2 separate regions of the Anser cygnoides genome follow, and region 2 is linked to region 1. A link is a contact called in public Hi-C data. All regions are on one chromosome and are shown on one strand. Each heading gives the region's core, a stretch centred on a gene start, on an enhancer-like site or on the middle of the called end of the contact. The rest is flanking DNA. Distances are from core to core; before and after follow the strand shown.

Region 1 (5,523 bases), core at 1,625-4,124:
CCTCCTGAGCAGTGCTTTGGAGCACCTCTCGTCCCCCTGGCTCGGAGGGAACCTGCTCTGCTCGTGCTGGGGCCGGTGGGGAGCCGCTCAGCAGGGTGAGGTGACACCGAGCGCGTCCCAGTGCGATGGAAGGGCAAAGCGGGCACAGCGAGCAGGGGAGGTGCTTGGCGTGGGACGGAGCAGTCGCTGGCAGCGCGGACGTCAGGAGTGGGGCACGATGCAGGCTCAGGGCCAGGGGTGGACTTCAGAGCTATTCCTTTCATTCCCTGCCAGGGCAAGACGGTGCTCTAGTAGCAGCACAAGTGTACAGTGGGGAAGGGAGACAGGCCGCCCTTCCTGGGTGACGGTCAGCCACGTCTCTGGTGAGCACAGAACTGGCAGCAGGGGCTAGACCAAAAAAAAAAACCCACTGAAAGCTGTATGCAGGTTTACACGGGGACCAGCCTCGTGCTGGTGAGCAGGAAAAGCCAAAGCTTTTCTCTCCTGTCCTGTAGCACGGATCTCTCCTCTTCCAGAGCATCTCACCCCTGGTGGCACCTCCATGGGGAGGTGGGAGCCGCCCTCGTTCGCTGGGTGTGAGTTGCCATCCTGCAAACTGGCCCTGACGAGCAAGTAAGGAGCGTGCAATGTCGTGCGTGTGGGTGCTCCTTGCACACCAAGTCCTGTTGGGAATAACAACCCCAGGAGGCCTTGTGTTAGTGGTCGTCACCTGGATGAACAAGGCAAGAGCGGGATGTGGTTCCCTTCCTGCCTACGTGCAGCAGAGGAGAAAGGCAACTTCACAGTCATGCAGCTGTTTTTGGTCCATCTTTCTCCTGCCCGTTCTCTCTCTTCTCCACTAGCTTTCTCCTGCTAGGTACTTGCTTTAAAAAAAAAAAAAAAAGCCCAGCATTGCGCTGGCCCAGGGCAAGCAGCAGGGATCCGAGCTTCACTTCCCTCTAAGGCAATGAGCAGCAATGCAACGCTAATCCTTGTATTAGGGAATTACAGGGGGGGAAAATTAGGCTAGCGGTGACTGCAGCGATTGTGCCAGGCAATAATCCTGGCTGCCTGCCTGAGCTGAGCCTTCCTATTGATTGCTCCCCAGCAGGAGCCGCGCTCTTGTCTGGTTTGTGTTGCAAGAGCAAGCGCTCCGGGCCTGCCTGCAGGAGCAAAGCGGGCGCTGGCTTGCAGGGCATCAGCTGCCTGGTGAGGCTTCGCTGTGCCGGCGCTTCCCTAATGCCGGTGCAAAGGTTCAGCTGAGGCGTAACCACGGCTGGCAGCTCTTGTGCCCGCTCTCCCAAAGCCTTTTTGCTCGTGCCCTGAACGAAGTAACCTACCTCAGACGTCCTGGGGGCTGGCACGTTGCGAAGAGGGAGGCTTGGGGCTCTGAAGCAGCTGCAGGCGGTGGGGATTCACGGCGCCGTCCTGCTGCGGGCTGCATCTGGGCTCTGCGATGCTGAGCTCCGAGAACCTGGGCCAGGAGGTGGTGTGGGACCAGCCCTTCCTGCAGCAGCTGCCTCCGGCTGCAGGAGCTGGCCCTGCTCGAAAAGCCGTCTCTTTCAGTGTCTCCACTCGCCCCACCTGTGAGGTGAGAAGAGGGGTTATTTGCCAGCCTGAAAGGGGCCTGAGGAGTTACTCCGATTTTTTTTTTTGCTACCTCTGCATCAAAAAAAGAAACAGCTTCCTTCCTGGCTGTCATCTGGAGCTGAGGCAGCCGAGCTGCTCCTTGTTCTCTGATGACAAAATAGTAGGAGAGAAGGAATGAGTGGAAACTTATAAATCATATAAATGCTCCTCACAACAAAAATGAGGGAAGTCCCAAAGAACAACCTGTTCTGGTACGTGTTTCTCAGTGTTACCAGCTTACAGGGCGATGTGCACAGATGGGAAAAGGACCAGTGCCACTGGGGGTTCTGGTGCTGCCTGCCTTCTCCCAGCCCCAAGCATTTAAGAAGGGTTTTTGTGTGTGTTAAATAGTGGCATTTATACAAATTCGGCCATGTAAGGCAGAGATTCCTCCCCCCCACGGTTTTAGGATTTCACACTGAAATGGAGGATCCGTCAGTAGCTTTGGATCACACATCACCTGGAGGCGTTTTACGGGGCAGACCACAAGTCGTTGTTCTCGCTTCATTTCCTGCTGGCATTAATCTATCCCTCGGGCCCCCTTTGACATCCCTCCAGCCTCGCTGATGGGATGAGGACGCCCCGGGTCAGGTTCCTGTTCCCTTGGGGCAAGGGGTGGAAACCAGGCTGCTTCAGCATGAGCACGGGAGGAGGAGCAGGAGCCCAGCCGGGCGGTGGGGATCTTTCCTGGGCTGAGGTCGGCGCCCCCAAGGCCTGGAGGCGTCCCTGGATCACCTGCACGCTGCTATCTGCTGTTGGCCCTTCTGGCGAGTGAATGGGTGCTGAGGAAATGTCCAATAAAGCGCTCTGGGTTAATTATTTTCTAGCTGTCAGCCTGCAGACTTTTCTTTCGATGTCCCTTGTTTACAGCTCAATGTTTTTAGGCTGGTGGCGGGACTGGGCTGTACCCTCTCCGGGGAGAGGCTGGGCAGGAAAAGCGCTTGCGTCGCTTGCTCTCAGTGCGGAGGCAGGCGCAGGAGCTGTGCGTGCTGAGCTGGAGCAGCCTGGGGGTCTGTGCTCGGGAGGGACGTGGGGCAGCTCTCCTGAAACCTGTGCTCGTCACGAGGGGCTGGCTTTTCGCTCCTCCACGGCACCGCTCCAGCTGAAGCAGCAGCAGACAGGCAGCCAGACTGCCTTGAGGGAGGTAACACCGGTAAATTCCTTCTGATTCCCGAATTTGGGTCTGAACAGGGACCTACTGACGGGAAACACGAGAGCTCCACTGATGCTCAGCTCTGGGAGCAAAATGCAAAGATCCCAGCTGGGGGCTCTTGCAGGGAGCATCTACCCCACGAACCTCGCTCTGAGCAGGTGGTGCTGGAGGGGTGTCAAAAGCACCTGCGCTTCTTTCTGCTGGTTGTCTGCCTTTCAGAGCTGTCCCTGCATCCATCCTGCCGCTGTCCCCTGTCCCCCCTCCCCATCTGGGTGCCTTTTCTGGAGCCCGCGCCCTGTTTACCACCCAGGGAGCGGGAATGTCCCTGGCGCAGGGGGTGATCTTTGTGCCGATGTGGAGCTCTTCCAGGGGGAGCTGTGGTGTCACGGGAGCCGCAGTCACGGGAGCTGCCGGCTGGAATGCGCAGCGTGCCCCCTCCCTCTTCGGCCTGCGCTGCTCCTATTTTTGTGCCTGTCTTAAGCTCTTTTTTTCCACTTGAAATACTTCATGGGTCAGCCGTCCTGCTGGCTGCGGGATGGTTACCAGGGTGGGCAACAGGCGAGCGCTGAGGTGCCCTTGGTGCGAAACACAGAGGTCAGGAGAGGCCCGGGGCTGCCTGTCCTGCCCCAGCAGGTGTGTTGGGCACGACCGATGGGCGCAAGAGCTAATTCTTTAAGGAAACCAGTCTCACCAGGACGATACACTCATGTAAAGCTGGCTTGGCGTAGCTTAAAAATGAACTGGGATCCTGCAGCTGCATACAGGGCTCTTCCCCTGGGCAGCCATCCACTGCCCCTTGTGGCTGCTGCAGAGGGATCCCAGGCCAGAGGTGGCCCAGGTGGCCTCCCCCGTGCCACGTGAAATATTTCTCATTGATACAGGTTGTGTTTGTTTAGAGGGATAATGGTTTAGTTAAGTCTGTATGGGGAGAAGCATTTGGTGGGGGAAAAGAGCTGATACCAGCTGTGGGAGGTTGGCAGTACTCCTTGTGATGTACCCCAAGAGAGGAAAATAAACGTTGTGGTTTTCCCCGTGACCCTGTGCTCTGAATCATCAGATCCATCAAAAAACAAACTTTTCTGTGGACTGGAGTTGGCACAGGATTACCCCGGCAGGGGCAGACAGTTTGTGGCTGACTCCTGCAGGATTTTTCTCTCTACCACCTCTCTCATTCAGCTGCTCCCTCTGGCAGACTCCTTTAAGTCCCATCACTACCAGAAAAGCTATTCCAGGAAAAACCAGCTCAAATTCTGTTCGCTCTCTCACCTCTCCTTTCTCCTCCCGAACTTATTTCCAGGAGGGCTTGCCATCTGTCATGGATCTAGCTGCGTAAACCTGACTCCTCTGGCTGAACCCTCAGCTGGCCTTATTTCCAGGAAAGCCGGTGGCGCTGCAGATCGCCCTGTGCCTTCCTCGTCCCACGGAGCTCCTCTGTACTCGGTTTCGGTGCAAGCGAGCCAACAAGTCCAACAAGATCAGAGGTGCCCTCAAACTGAAATACCTGAGAAGCTGCTTTTGCACAATCTGTTTATATGCACACATTTAAAACAAACAAACAAACAACAAAAAAAAATTCAAAAAATCCAATTGCTAATTATCAATAACTCTTATTTTGTCCCCAGTTCTCCCATGTCCCCCTGTCCTGCTTGGCTGGGTAACGACGACAGAGAAGCAGCTGGAGCCCAAGTCCCTCCTCAGATGCCAAGACAGTCTGTTTCCTGGCATATTTGGGACTTTGTTTTCCCTAAGCAACTCCCAGCTCAGACTTTTTGCTCAGACGTTAGTCATAAGCTCTGTATAACTGCAGTTGTTCCCAGTGTCGCTGTCGCATCTCTGCACGCTGAGGTGCCAAGTCTGAAGGCAAGCTTCTCTAAGCGCCATCCCTGAGCCGCCCTCCCCAGCATGGCCCTGTGAGTGGGGTGTCCCCGTGGCTCAGGCTCCCACCCTATTTATTACTGGGGTTTCAGCAAGGCCAGCAGCTCTGTGACGCACTCCGTGCAGTGGGGCTTCCAGGGCTCGTGTGGCCAAGGTGCTGGAGTGGGCTCCATCCAGTTTTGGGCTCTGCTGCAGGTTCTTTGTGTGTATTTCTTCCTCTCGTTAGGCACAAAGGTGTCTTAGGCACGGAGTGCTAACAAGTTGTCATTTCTGGCTGTTGTCCTTCGTGTTGGGAAGGATGTTGAACCGTGCAGCTACTATCTGGAACAGGCTGGGCTCAGTGGCTTACGGCTAATTGAGTAAGTAAGATCAGAATTAGGCTGCTAAACATTGCTTTAGGAAAGAGCAGAAGACTGGGATTATAGGGCTAAAAATTGCTTCGGAGAGGGGAACTTGGATTTTCCGCTGAGTTGCTACCTCACAGTACCCAAATCCTGACCCCAGAGCCTCTGGTCGTGGTCAAGGGTCTCATTTAGTGCTCGCTCGAGCTGCTGGTGTTGCTGGCTTTCGTGCGCACACAGTCGCGTTAACAGGCTGCCTTAGTGGAAAACATGTTGCTGGCACACGTGTATTGCAAAAGAATGGGATGTGTCAACACCCGCAGTGCGCTGGGGGTGGTGTTTCCCTTATCTCTGTTAACCTGAGTCTAACTCGGCTGCCTCCTTTCTGCAGTCACAGGGCTGAGAGGGACAGGGAGCAAACCAGAGGGATTTCAAGTTGGCTGGCACTGACAGCAGCTTTCATCTTTGCCCAAAAACCAAACTGCAGCTTGGGGAGAAGATTTAATTGGTGAAAGCGTGGCTGTTTCCCCCAGTTCCTTTAATTCT
Region 2 (5,721 bases), core at 3,022-5,521, 260 kb before region 1:
GGGCTGGGACGCACAGAGACACCTGAAACTTGGAAGCAGAAGTCCAGCTGAGGTACCAGACAGAGGGAAAAAGAAGACCAGTGAGTCCTGGTTTCTTTTCTTCTTTTTTTTTTTTTTTTTTTTTAAGACAGACGCTGAGCAGAACTAGACAGATTTCCTGTACTAATTAATTAACAAAACCAAACTCTGAATTAATTAATCAACCCAAATCAATTAGCAAAACCTTCCTCTCATACCATCTCCAAAAATATTGCATTGCTTCAGATGACCCAACCGGTGACTGGGCACACTTTGTTTTTAATCCTAAAAATAACAGCATTAAGGTTGGATTAAATTCTACTAAATAAAATACTCAAGCTTCTTTTAATCAAACTATTTGAAACATTGCGGAAGATTCTGGGTGGACAGAGCAAAATCATTGGTCTCAGAGAGTATTCTAATCCACATCATGAACTTTCTCATCATGGATTTCCTTTTTGAAATAAATAAAGAATTCAGGCAGCGCCTTGCCAGGTACTCCCAAGGACCCAAGCTCCCTCAGAGAAAGATTCCTATTGACTAAATGGATTTTGCTACCAGTCGGATTTGATCAATTATAAACTGAAAATAGAAACTCACAGACATGAGATGCTCTAGAATCGCAGAAGGGAAAGGCTTTGTAATCAGAGCTTGGACGTGGAAGGTGTGTTCCACAGTTTAAGAATGCAAACAACTGCTGATGCCTTTTTTCTATTTAAAACAAACAAACAAACAAAAATACGTAAAAATGGGCGTAATTCAAAGACTGATCACTTTTAATGGGCCAGTCTCCTTGTAGAGACACAGTAGGAATGAACAATTCTATCTCCCTACACACGATAGGTAGTAGTTACTAATGTGAAGCCCTCACCTGGGAGGACAGTGGTGTGTCTGGACTTCAAATTATGCTGGCGATGGGGAGAGACGGGCTGTAAGTCAGATCTGTATAGGTCAGAGGCTGTATTTAGAAGTAGTGGTGCTCTCTACCAGTTGCAGCCTGATGTGAAACACACTGCCCCCTACAGAAAGCGTCCCGTTTGTTTCTGTGGGTGCTTAAGTCCCTAGCAAATGTTGACTTTTTGACTTTTTATGCTTTTTTGCTTGGGTTATAGCTGATTGCACAATGTCGAGAGCCTGAGTTACTTAGAAATGACACAGATTCCTCCGTGAGATGTCCCCGCCTGACCAAGAGGGACCAGGGCTGATAAGTGTCCTGTGTCCACTTCCACGCAACCCCGGGCCTCTCTGCCAAGACTGCCAGGGTAGATCAGCAAAGGTCAAATAGGGTACGAGGTCTGCTAATGGAGAAATCTGCAAGTTAGGAGCCATGCTGACTTTCCTGGCAGCGGTTTGCTGGCACGTGTGCAAGAGCTTTTGTTAGCTGTCAGCATGAGCTGAACGTCAATCATTCTCTTGGAGTCTGATCCTCAGATCACTGTACTCTGAGGGAGGTTTTTGCCCTCATCTTCACACAGCAGCAGCTCAGGTCTCTGGAAGCAGAAAACCCTACTTCTTTTTTTCTTTTTCTTTTCTTTTTTTTTTTTTTTTCTAACAAGCTCTTGCAATATTTACGCCCCTTGTGATTTTCATTTTCAAACCCTATGGAAGAGTTTGAACACTGGCACACCAGCAGTTTCTTTATGGGACAGTTCGGATCACTTCCCATGCTCTGGGTCATCTATGTCACTTTTGCTGGCAGGAGCCAGATTTCCAGGCATGGAAACCAGATGAGTTGCTAAGGGATGTCTTGCTCTCTCTGTCATTTCTGTATTCACTGATGTGCAACAGATTTATCTTTGTGTAGTTCATCTGCTTAAGTCTGAGACCATCCCACATGCACTCCTGGACAAGACATTCTCATTCTTTTTGAAAAAGTCTTCTTACTCCTTTGTCAACTAATGCTGATTTCCCTTCAATGGTGGGGAACAATTGTTAACTACATCTGTTTCTCGCAGAAATTTCAAAGCAATGTTGCGCTGCGTGATTCAAGTATGCACACGTGGTAAAACTAGATAGAATTAAAGACATTTGTGTTTATCCAGTTAAACTACTGGTTTCTTTTCCTTTGATTGCTTTTTAATATGCTGGCTGCACACTGTCTTTGTCCCTGCCACGCATCATGTCCCTCCTTCACATAATGAGAGTCAAGCTGCTGACCCTTTTCTTTACTGTCACATCTTTCCTTAAAGTATGTTTTTCCTTCCATAAGGATCCCTGAACCTCTGTTCCCACCTTTGTGAGCGAGTAAAGCTGATGCAAAGCAATACTCACATAAAATGTAGCCACCCTATAGACTGGACAGGAGGATGGAGTCCGGCCTTTCCACCATCTCTGCTTTTTGGTGCTCTCGAACCTCCATGCTTGATGCTCTTGCTATACTCAGCTTTTGTAAAAGCTGGCGTTGCTCATCTGATCCTTTTCCATTGCAAAAAGCTGTTTGCCACCATGGCAGCCTCTTTCTGAGGCTCTTGTGGGGCATTTCCTTCTGCCCCTTCATCCTCTTCAGTGATTACCTAAAATCTGCACTGGCCTCAGCCTCCACCTTACTTACAGCAAAGGTAGACTTTCCTGCAGAGCAGCCACTTGCCATCACAGGTAGAGAACCCGAGTTATACTGCTCCCTGTGAGCTAAACGTTTTTGAAGTCAGACCTTCTGTAAGATTCCTAAGTCAAGATGTCCTAATCAACATGTAGCACATTTCTTCTTTGGCCTCAGACTCTTGGCATTGCCTTTTCTACTTCCAGTCAATGTGCTTAAGCTGGGAAAATACTGAGACTGATGTGCTGTAACACCAATTAGAAATGTGTGAATCCAAGTGATTGACTGAATTTTAGCCATTGACTACGAAAACATGAGTAAGCTAACATTAATCTACAGATGTTGTATTAACACTGAGGGATTTCCCAGCCCTCATTAGCAATACACTTTGATAAGGGTAGAAAGTGTTAGCTATATTTTCCTTTCAGTAAGCTGTTTAATCATCAGAGCTTACTGGCATTGGGATTTGGGAGACTTACACGATCACAAAGTGAATTAAGAGTAATGCAATACTCTCTCTCTAGCTTCCCTGTGATATCGCAGAGAGGAAGCAATGGATTCAGGTCTGCTCTGTTCCCAAATTTAAGGGCACTGGTACATTTCAGGCACCACGTGGGGGGTGAGAACTAAGTGGGAAGGTGCTGCCTCCTTAGTCAAGACCTTCCTCGTTTCTAGGAGGAGCATTCGTATAACAGCTCTCCTGCAGTGATCAGCACGTGCCGGTGAACTTGTTACAGCATGCTGAGCAGCACATTCTTGTTGATCACTGAGGTCTGATCCAAAGCTTACTGCAGGCCGTGGGGAAGATTCTTTAGTGGCCTTTGGACTACTCTGTGGACACAAAAACACAACAACTGGTAGGTGCATGGGGGAGAGGACCCTATATTACCACCGCATTTCACCCAGAAGAGATGGCAAAAGAGATTCTACATCCCAAACTTGTACGTCCCAGGACAGTAAAATCAACATAAATCCTACCTAATAAGTAATTCAAAAGCCCTTTCTCCCCTTGTTTCTGAATCATCTGCATCCCAGCCTTTTTGAGGATCTGGGGTTATGAGACGAGAACAGCGCTCCTTCTGTGGTCATCACATGCTCACAGGGCTGCCAGCCTGCTCTAGCCCTGTTTTCCAGTCGCTCTTTTAAAGTGCTCTCTATCACTGAGCAGCTCTCATTTAAAGTTCTCAGACATGAAGTAATCCTTCTAGCATTTCTAGAGAAAATCTGACAACCATTAAACCTGTTTTACAGGTGGGTAGGCTGAGCTCCAGGCCGCCGGAGATCACAAAGCGTATTTAGGGCCAAACTGCCCGGGCTGACGCGTTCCCCCTGCAGGAGTGACCACCTAGGAGGAATATTAACCCGCTGAGTTAGAGGAGACGAGTGCCCAGGCAGAGGGGAGGGCTGGCCACACAGCCTGCTGTGACTCTGTTTATATATGTATGTATACACATGACTACGGAGTAAATAAACCTAGCTGGCCTTGTGGCTTCGATCCAGAAGTCCCTCGAATGAAGACTCAGTGTACAGTAAACCAAAACACAGCGCTCTGCCCTTTATGCTGAGCCATCAGGCAGGTGGAAATGTAAAGCTCTGCCCGGCTGCTTATTCCCGAGTCACCTTCTTCAGCGTTTGTTATTGCCCAGTGTGTTAGCATGCTGCTCGCTGGGAAATAAATGACTTAATTCACTGCAGCAGTGAGGACACTATTAAAAATTAACCCTGGCAAATGGTCCTGCATATTTTTCAGGCAGAGCCAGTCAAGGGGGAAGAGGAGAGGAGTGCTGTTGAAATCTGATTTGCAGAAAAGGCAAGTGTTGAGTTTTTATTGATATGGATAGTTCACTTTAAGAAGTGCAGTTGTTGGCTTGTGATGATCAAAATTCAGGGAGTTTAAGGCACTTTGTAAAGTTAAAAGCAGTCCAAACAGAGAAGACCCAATAGGCATATTGCAGGGAAGGTCAAAGAATGGGATAAACGTGGATTACTTTTTTGATGTGTAATATATTACCTGTTTACAGAAATAAATGAATTTATCACACGGATGTTATCACCACCTATAAGAAATGTGGTCCACAAATGAAAACTCTTCAGTTTTGGTTCACGTATGGCACCTTTTTCTCACGGCATCACACCAATAATCATATCCTATCTATAGCAGCATGCAGAGTATATTTACAGAAATGAAGGGTTTGCATTAAAAATCTGAGGGAATAGATCAGCTGACAGACAGATCCCTCATTTTCTTGGCTTCGCCTGCCCCCAGCACCCACACAGTATCCATCAAATTGTCTCAAGACAAACCCTTACAGACTGCATTTTAAGCAAGCGTAGGGCTTGGGCAGGGTGCCAGGCTTGGAGAGCAGAGAGCTTTCTGTCCGTGCGCTGACGGTGTGTGCCTTCCCACTCCCCGCCGTCTGCATGCTGCAACCCAGCGCAGGGGAGCTCAGCTTTAGGCTCAGCAAAAAATCACTTGGTGCTCCTTATTCCCTTCGTGTCAGTCAAAGAAAGGGATTTGATCTGCAGCCTGCTGCTGTTAGTGATCCAGCTGATGACACAGAAATCGCACCTCGTTCTGAGAGCAGGAAAACAAACTCCAGCCCTGTCAGTAAACCTCATTCATCTGGCTTTGGTGTAGCAGCGATCAGCATGCTCCATCCCGAGCCTATTGCTCCGTGGGGCCGCCCCGGACCCTTGAACAGCTCCATCCGTAGATGGGGTGATATCTGTAGAGAGTCTGGAGGGTAACATAAGCTGCTGTGCCAGGTGCAGTGACTGTGCAAGCAGATCTGCCCGCTGGCTGGCATGCTTCTCCCAGAAGCATCTCATAGCTGTTGATTTCACACGCCGTTCTGCGATCTGAGGGCCAAGCTGAGGTCTGCGTGTTTCTACCGAACCACCCGCCTGTGTCCATGTGGCAGAAGTATTTCAAAATGTCAGGCTTAAGCAGATACTGTGTTCCAGCAGGGAAGATGATATAAAGCTCCTGCATAAACAATGTTAAGAGTTTCCTGGTTGAAAGGTACTCAGCTATTGCTATGCCCAAGCTGGAGACTTTTCCTACTCCAAGATCTTTCCTTATCTGTGGCATTTCAATGGCCATGGTTGAAATATTCTTCAGATTAATTCCTGCTTTTTACTTATTCTCTCTTCTTTATCTCTCA

The links. A called contact is a pair of places that touch in the nucleus more often than the background predicts.
Region 2: a Hi-C map of liver shows a contact between it and region 1, with 1.7 times the contacts expected there. The contact joins two enhancer-like sites. A contact is called at or near these places in 2 of 7 Hi-C or Micro-C datasets (both in liver).

The regions. Positions count from the first base shown.
Region 1 is chr5:20,442,697-20,448,219 of Taihu_goose_T2T_genome, reverse strand. All of the region lies in intron 1 of PNPLA2 (patatin like phospholipase domain containing 2), which reads left to right. Among named protein-coding and RNA genes, the nearest start is that of PNPLA2, 8.3 kb to the left of the region's middle. Within about 2 kb of position 2,874, at least 2 of the 3 cell types and tissues checked have open chromatin away from gene starts, as enhancers often do. A contact at or near this core is called in liver, where this site is marked.
Region 2 is chr5:20,701,846-20,707,566 of Taihu_goose_T2T_genome, reverse strand. LOC106031790 (a long non-coding RNA gene) reads left to right here. Exons shown (of 5, transcript XR_001204461.3): 4 at 1-80. Among named protein-coding and RNA genes, the nearest start is that of HRAS, 6.3 kb to the left of the region's middle. Within about 2 kb of position 4,271, at least 3 of the 3 cell types and tissues checked have open chromatin away from gene starts, as enhancers often do. A contact at or near this core is called in liver, where this site is marked.